Linked DNA regions of Pan troglodytes: region 1 is linked to region 2. The links are chromatin contacts, called in public HiChIP or PLAC-seq maps. All regions are on one chromosome and are shown on one strand. Each heading gives the region's core, a stretch centred on a gene start, on an enhancer-like site or on the middle of the called end of the contact. The rest is flanking DNA. Distances are from core to core; before and after follow the strand shown. Region 1 holds the start of PPP1R42 (protein phosphatase 1 regulatory subunit 42). Region 2 holds the start of SGK3 (serum/glucocorticoid regulated kinase family member 3).

Region 1 (4,176 bases), core at 1,657-4,156, 320 kb before region 2:
GGACATGGTTTGGTGACTAGTATTAATATGTGAGAGTACTGGAGATGGCTCTCAGGCTCTACATCTGTAGTAGGGTGAACTGTGAGCAAGACAGGATCTAGAGGAAGTCTATCAGATTTGTGAAGGATGGAAATGAGTTCAGTTTTGACAGCTTGAGTTTTCAATGCCTCCAGGACATTTATATCCAGGTGGAATGAATGTCTAGCAGCCAGTTGGATGCATAGGTCTGGAACGCAGAAGAAATACCACGGATTGTTTTATATATAATCTATGTAATAATCATTTATATTTATAAAATACATTATATAATAAATTACATAAATCAGTTACTAAATTATTTTTTAAAAATCACTTATTATTAGGGCTCATATTGTGTACATCATGGCCTTAGAGGGCTCTTAGTATCTTCTACAGAAGCTCCCAATGAAATGATCATCTTCAGGTTACAGGATACCTTGAATAGAGACTGCTTCATCCATAACCAAAAGGGTTTTGTTTGTATTGATTCTACAGCTTGCAGCTTCTGATAGATTAGATAGATAGATAGATAGATAGATAGATCAATATATACTTGCTTAACTAAGCTTCCTGTAGTCACTTTCTTTTCTCTCCTCTGAGTTTCCATTTGAAATGTCCTATAAAAATAGGAATGATGTCCCAATTTTCTGAATAAACCTCTCCTTAAGGGAATTTTCCATTGCTCCTATTAGGTATTTATTGCTATATAACAAATTGCAAAACTCAGTGATTAAAATTACACATATTGTTTCACAGATTTCGTAGGTCAGGGATCTAGGTCCTCTGCTTCAGAGTCTCTCTCACAGTGCTGCTATCAAGGTGTTGGCTACGGATGAGATCTCATCTGAAAGCTCAACTTCCTAGCTCAGACAGTATTTGTTGGCATTTAGTTTCTCATCGGATTGACAGTCTCAGTTCCTCACTAGCTGTTGGCTAGAGACTATCCTTAGATCCTTGCCATATGTGCTCTCCTAAATGGCAACTTGTTTTTTCAAAGACTGCAAGCCCAAAATGTAATAAAGTCTGCTAACAATACAGAAGTTACAATCTTTTGTAACCTAATCACAGAAAGATAGTCTATCAGCTTTGCCTTATTCTATTAGCTAGAACAGGTCAGTAGGTCTACTCCACATTCCAGAGGAGAGGATCACACAAGGGCCTGGATATCAGGAGGTGAGATCGCTGAGGCCATCTTAGAAGTCTGCCTACCATATAACTAATATTTACCAATCTACAAGATCAAGACAAAAAGAGGCATTAACAAAAAATTTTTCTTTATGGAGTTATGTGATGTTACACATGTCTGGGCCCTTTAACTTGCTGGTTTCTCAATGAAAGATAACTAATCATTAAAGCTGGTGTGCTGTATGTACTCTGGAAGGTCAAGAAATACATATGGGCTACAAAGAAAAATATATGAAATATAAAGTATGTTTCCATCTAAGGTTTCTTGGAAACTCTGGTTGAGGCTTTTACAAATGTGCTTTTTAGCATCATTCTTCCAAAAGTACCTTTTAAAATGATTCTCAAGGCTTCACAATATATATATTTTTACAAATACTTATTTCCCAACATCTGTAAAAGTGTAAATCTTAGAGTATTTTATGGTGAACTTACAAATTTGGTACTGAAGACAAGTATTTCTTGCAGTCTGCCAAATTTCTGCCACATTGGAAAATACACAGATGATTGTTTAACATTCTGTGCCATCAGACAGGAATTATATTTCACATCTTTTTTTTTTTTTTTTGAGACGGAGTCTTGCTCTGTTGTCAGGCTGAAGTACAGTGGCACGATCTCAGCTCACTGCAACCTCTACCTCCCAGGTTCAAGCGATTCTCCTGCCTCAGCCTCCTGAGCAGCTGGGACTACCTGGCAATACAGGTGGGTGCCACCATACCCGGCCAATTTTTTTATTTTTAATAGAGACAGGGCTTCGCCATGTTGGCCAGATGGTCTCGATCTGCTGCCCTCGTGATCCATCTGCCTCGGCCTCCCAAAGTGCTGGGATTTCAGGCGTGAGCCACTGCACCTGGCCTATATTTCACATCTTAATGAGAAAATACTTTCTCTTAACTTGTTGCATCAAAAAAATAATTAGTAATTCGGCTGGGCACGGTGGCTCACACCTGTAATCCCAGCACTTTGGGAGGCCGAGGCAGGTGGATCATGAGGTCAGGAGTTCAAGACCAGCCTGGCCAAGATGGTGAAACCCTGTCTCTACTAAAAACATAAAAAATTAGCCTGGTGTGGTGGCGCGCACCTGTTCTCCCAGCTACTTGGGAGACTGAGGCAGGAGAATCACTTGAACCCAGGAGGCAGAAGTTGCAGTGAGCCGAGATCGTGCCACTGCACTCCAGCCTGGGCGACAGAGCGAGACTCCGTCTCAAAAAAAAAAAAAAAAATCTTATTGCTAAAAATAGGAGAAAAAAAATCATAATTCTATCACCAAGAAACAACCACTATTAAACATTTTGGTATATATCTATATGTATATCCTTTTAGACATTTAAATATGTTTTATTTAAATGTTATTTAATTTAAATATGTTAAATGTGTTAAATATTACCACAAATGAAATAATACTCCGTTTTATAATGATATATGCAATTGTTCCAAAAGGAAGATTTCCAGAGCAACTGATTTTCAATGAGGCATTGCTAAACAAGGCTCCTAGCAAAGTAATGCTAGCGGCAAGTTGACCAAGTGCTACACAGAGCAATGGACCAGCCCTGCATCATTGTTAAAGCTGTTATCCCCAAATGAATGAACTACAAAACAGATAATTGGGGGGCATCTAATTCGTACCCCTCTAGTAGTGTTTTAGCCATATTACGTTGATCATTCTTTTCTTTCTTTCCTTTTTTTTTTTTTTTTTTTGACAGAGTCTCGCTCTGTTGCCCAGGCTGGAGTGCAACAGCGCAATCTTGGCTCACTGCAACCTCTGCCTCCCAGATTCAAGCGACTCTCCTGCCTCCAGCCTTCCGAGTAGCTAGGATCACAGCCGCACGCCACCATGACCAGCCACCCTTTGTATTTTTAGTAGAGACGGGGTTTCACCTTGTTGGTCAGGCTGGTCTCAAACTCCTGACCTCATGATCCACCCGCCTCGGCCTCCCAAAGTGCTGGGATTACAGGCATGAGCCACCATGCCCAGCCATTCTTTTATTTCTTATCCTTCTGTGGCTTTTTATTCTGTTAGGTACCCCCTCTTTAAACTCCCTCTCCCAGTGTCTGAATCTGAATTATGAGTTTCTGAATCACTGAATTATTGTGCTTCTCAGGACAAATCTTACCTCTGATGATTCTTTCTATACCATCTTTACTAGTTTTTCTTCCCTCTTTTATCCAAACTAGTTGGCATAGCTACTAACCCACTATTTCGCTTTCCTTATTTTCTCCCTCACTACCATTTATGGCCTCATGGTTTAAATAATCAGGTTTATATTGGAGACTATTAAAACCTTTCTCACCTCACACTTAACGTATGTAAACCAAACTCATCCACTTCCCCTCAAATTACTCACCATCTCTCCTCTTTCCCCAGTATTGTTCCTTTATCATAGCTAACATCTGGGAATTATCTTCAACTTCTCCCCTCCCTTTATACTATCCAGTCTCTATTAAATCATATTTCAAAATATCTCCTAAATTTTTTCATTCTTTTCCATTTTCTTTGCCTTCACTCCAACCCAGGCCAAGATTGCTCTCACTCCAACCCAGGCCAAGATTGCTCTCACAACTGGACTTAAGCAAAAATATCCTGAATGGGGTTAGGGCTCCTTTGCCACCATTCCCCCACCTTCCTAGGATACTCTGATTGTAATGGTCAGGGGGATAAAATGAAAGGAGAAGTGGGCTTGAAATCAGGAGGCCAAGAAGTTCCCTCTCTGCCACTCCAGGTGTGACCTTGAGCATGTTTCTTTCTTCTTTTGAGTCCTGGGAATTTCCTTATCTGCAAAATGGCAATTTGGATTACCCTCATGAGCTCTAAGCTGCCTTGCATTCTAACAATCTTCTGCTCTGACACGTCTTTGCTCAAAGAATGGCAATGACGACCTTTTCTCCACCAGAATCACAGCTGGTACTCAAATGTTTTCCAGCTTGCATTGTCCCTTACATCCAGACTGCTCACTTCACCATATCCCTAATGAGCCC
Region 2 (4,208 bases), core at 971-3,470:
GATGTTTATTACAGGCCTGCACGTGCCAGGCACTGTCCACACACCTGCCCTCCATTCAAGCTCTGCCTCTCATCTGCTGTACAATCCAGGCTAAAGCACTTTAACATTTCCATGCCTCAGTTTCTTCATCCGTAAAAACAGGTAATAAAAAGTAGTTAAGAGATCAACCATACAAGATCTCTCTGAAGGGTAAAGGAGTATGTCTGGAAGCACTTTGTAAGCCATGAAAATGCTAGGGGTCATCCGACTAAACTGAATTCACAAATGACACTAATGCCTGTTGTGTCATAAATTATTAATATATCAGAGGAACATGAGCCTTCTTGCTTCAAGAGACACTTCATAATCCTATTAAATAAGGCTTATCGGCTCACTTAATCATCTCTCTGAAAAGAAATATATGAGAGAGAGATAAGGGAGGGGGGCACAGAAAGGGAGAGAGGGAGTCAGAATGCAGATTTTGACATTGCATTCATAGTCACCATAATAACAAGAATCATGTCTATCTTAGTCACCACATTGGGTCTCTAATGGTGCACATTTGAAGAGGGCATGTTATTCTGAAAAAATATTCTCTGCATATCTGCAAATCACAAAAGGTACACCTATGAGGCTGACCTACCAATTCAATGTTTCCAAGAGCAAATAGCAGTAAAATTACAAAACGTTATTTGTTATGTTGATGTGTGCAAAAAAAATGTTCTATTTTATAGTACATTTCAAGTTCAATCTGACCCTCATATCTAAACTATGTCATATAAATAATGTCATATAAACAGTGTCGAACAGATCAGGAACAAAGCTCTTTTCAAAAACAAAAGTAGGCTCCATGCAGTGGCAGTTAAAGAAGGGGAAGTTCTGGTGTCTCCAGAGTTAGCCGATGGGCACAACGGCAGTTGGAAGAGACCATGTTACACAAGTCATTCAGGTTCTGGCCAACATCTGCTTTGAACAGGTCGCATTCCCGGGAGCTCCAGGCTCCCTTACCCCAGGGAAATGCAGGGGTGGTGGCTTGTCTTACAGAAGTGGTAGCCAAGGGGACCAGAAGGCACACCCGGTGCTAAAACATGCCTAAAACTTCCTCTAATGTTTACAGCTCTTCCAATGACATTTGGGGAACTAAAGTATGGATAGCCTCTTCATTGCTAGAACCGCTATAATATGATGAGTTAAGAATTTGATTTAATATTTATAAAGAACTTAGAAAGAGCCCAGCGCATAGTAACGGCTATGTAAGTGTTTGGTAAATAAAAAAGGCACCTCCCAGATTGGCTGGGTGAAGTCTCAATCTGGTGAGAAGGGAGAGAATCAAAATACACAACAGTCTATTTTTCACTTTGACAAAGATTTAGAAATTACAGTGCTCTGTATTTATTTTGCACCCAAGTGCACCCTAAGTAGTCTCTGGTGCAGGACTGAAATTCTACTCATGGTTCAGAAGTCACTGTGCACAACTCAATGAAAGCGTTTTAAGTTTCAAGAGATGATTCCTTTCTCTTTTCTCTTTCCAAGTAACGATGACTAAAAATGACAGAATCTAAAAATCTCAAAGCACTTCTAGTGGGTACATTCCAAAGCTAAAACTGTGAGAATTAACAGGGCCAGATTCACTTGAAGAGACGTAAGGGTTCAAATTACAGAGAACTTAAAAGACGCAACGTATTAAGGTCTCTTACTACAGATCCGCTGACAACAGGTTAAACGATTCCATCCACCCCACTCTGGCGGCTGCCCCCTCCCCGACCCTCGCAGGTGACCTGCACCCACTTTCGACCTCAGATAGGGTCTCCCTGCTCGGCGTTCCCAGTTCCTCCAGGCTCGGCGGCTGCGTGGGGGTTAACAATGTCCAGCCACCGACGCCCCTTGGGCGTTTAGGAATCTCGAGGCAGGATCTGAATTCACCTCGTGGAAACAAAGACCACAAACTCTCCGGGAGCCGGGGGCTGGGCGGAGGTACGGCTTTTTCCGAGGACAGGCAGCGGCCGAGGCCCGGGCAGCCCTCGCCCCGCCCCGTCTCCTCCCGTCCCGGGCCGCCGTCGGAGTCCCGGGCGCGCGGACCCTCCCGCCGGCCCCGCACCTACCTGGCCCCGCGGTGCTGCTCCCGGCGCGGCGGGCGCGGAGCCGAACGCACTGCGCTTCCTCCTTCCCGGCAGGGCCGCCGGGCGCCGGCGTTTCCTCCTTGACGCGTCACGGCCGCTGGCGGCTCCTCCCGCGGAGCGCGCGGGAGGCCGAAGACAGCCGGGGAAGGCGCCGGATCCCAGCAGAGGGCAGCCCGTGCGGGGAGGGGCTGCAGGCTGCGTCCCGCTCAGGCCTCCGAGGAAACCCGCGCTCCTCTCTCTTCCCCGAGGACCCCCGCGAAAGGCCGGGCCGCGGTACGCCGTCTGCCCCCGTCACGCGCTGTGCAAAGTTCAAGAGGACACAGTGGGTCCTGTCTGGAGTCACAGACTCTGGTGTTTCCCTCTGCTCCGCCCGCAGTGGCCGCTACCCTGGGGCCCAAGACCCGCGCGGGCCAGAGCGCCGGGGCCCAACAGAGATGACCTGGTGTGTGCAGGGATCAGGACCCCCCGGGTGGGCCCGGGGTGTTGGGGGGGTTGGCTTGGTGTAAACTGGAAACTCAGAGGAGTGAATTAAATATCCAAATAATTGAGAACAACTGTGATTCATTTAGCTTTATTTGGACAGTTTTCCACTTTTGTCATTAGCAGAGTTACGGCCCTTGTGTTTATAAACAGTCGAGAACTTTCACAAATTGGCAGATCCTGTGTGCAGAGAAATTTCCTTTCCACACATCTTTTTAGATCTACTGGCTCTTTTTTTTATTCCCATTAATCTCCAAGTCAGCTGAGTGCACACCTTACAGCTCCTTATTACTCATTCTTGAATTACAGAAGCTGCGTTTTAGATCTGTTTATCTCTTTTAACAGATAGAGAAGCTGAGTGGAGAACTAAGAATTACATGGTTCAATGGATGTGGAGTCAAGTGGTTAAGATTTTGAAGTAGAGTGGGTTGTTTTCTTCGTCCCACAACACTACTGTAATTTAGGTCTTATCAGATATCACTTGAAGATAGACTCAGACAACTACTTAAAGATTCCCATGTGCATATCATGCCTTAGATTTTGAGACAATGATTTGTACTTTAGATCATATGATTCCAGAGAATTTGCCACAAATCTATGAACAAATAAACTGCCAAAGGTTATTAGAGGAACTGGGATCTATGTGTGACTTCCCTAAATTCAGAAGACATTTCCTCATGTTTTAAAATGATATTCAAAGATTTAGCCCCACAAGTATGGGTAAGGACATTCATTTTTAATGTCAATAACCACAATGTGGCCTCTCTTTAAAAAGTGGATTGTGAATCCAAATACTTTTTGTACTTCAGTAATCCTACAGAACTTTCTAAACAGTAGTTTTCAGAAATGAATATAAAATGCAGTAGATACAAAACAATACATTGCCGGTGGTCCTTTATATGTTTTACTGTGGTCCACAAAGCAATCCACATACATTAGAGGAGTTCTTCCCTTGTAACAAAATCAACAAGTGATGAGTGTATCTCTTAATTAAAGCCATATTCACAGTGCTGAAGATTTCTCAGACAAAAGGAAGTTCTGTGTCAATAAACTCCAAGTGGAATAACATCATTCTCACTTTAGAGACAAATACCTGGCTATCACCACATCTTGACTTTTTTAAAAAATAAACATCTGGGAACCATTACATTTCTAGATAAATTTGTCCTATTGTGAAGAACACACACACACACACACACACACACACGGAGATCACCTCCCACAAACATTTTATGTATTTTCTCTTTTTTTTGAGACGAGATGGTCTCACTGTGTTGCCCAGGCTGGGTTCAACTGATCAACAGACAACATGTTAGGCATTTTGCCTTTACAATCTGAGAGCTGCAATTTAATAGCTAGATTTTGCAAAAAGCTAGAGGAGGTAAATATATTCACAAACTACTAAGGACTTTTTCACTGTAATTAAATTAGTTTTTTTTTTTTTTTTTGAGACGGAGTCTCACTTTTGTTGCCCAGGCTGGAGTGCAATGGCATGATCTCAGGTCATTCCAACCTCCTCCAACTTCTGGTTTCAAGCGATTCTCCTGCGTCAGCCTCCCGAGTAGCTGTGATTACAGGTGCCTGCCACCACGCCCAGCTAATGTTTTGTATCTTTAGTAGAGACAGGTT

Evidence for each region. HiChIP or PLAC-seq counts read pairs in DNA pulled down with a chosen protein or histone mark.
Region 1: a contact with region 2 is called in an H3K4me3 HiChIP or PLAC-seq map of stem cell-derived excitatory neurons, with 6 times the contacts expected there. The contact joins the promoter of PPP1R42 here to the promoter of SGK3 in region 2. A contact is called at or near these places in 1 of 7 Hi-C or Micro-C datasets (stem cell-derived neural progenitor cells) and 1 of 1 datasets of contacts at active chromatin or transcription factors (stem cell-derived excitatory neurons).

The regions. Positions count from the first base shown.
Region 1 is chr7:75,686,666-75,690,841 of NHGRI_mPanTro3-v2.0_pri, reverse strand. It overlaps PPP1R42 (protein phosphatase 1 regulatory subunit 42), which reads left to right and starts at 2,906. Exons shown (of 7, transcript XM_016960234.3): 1 at 2,906-4,176.
Region 2 is chr7:75,364,529-75,368,736 of NHGRI_mPanTro3-v2.0_pri, reverse strand. It overlaps SGK3 (serum/glucocorticoid regulated kinase family member 3), which reads right to left and starts at 2,220. Exons shown (of 18, transcript XM_063816348.1): 1 at 2,082-2,220.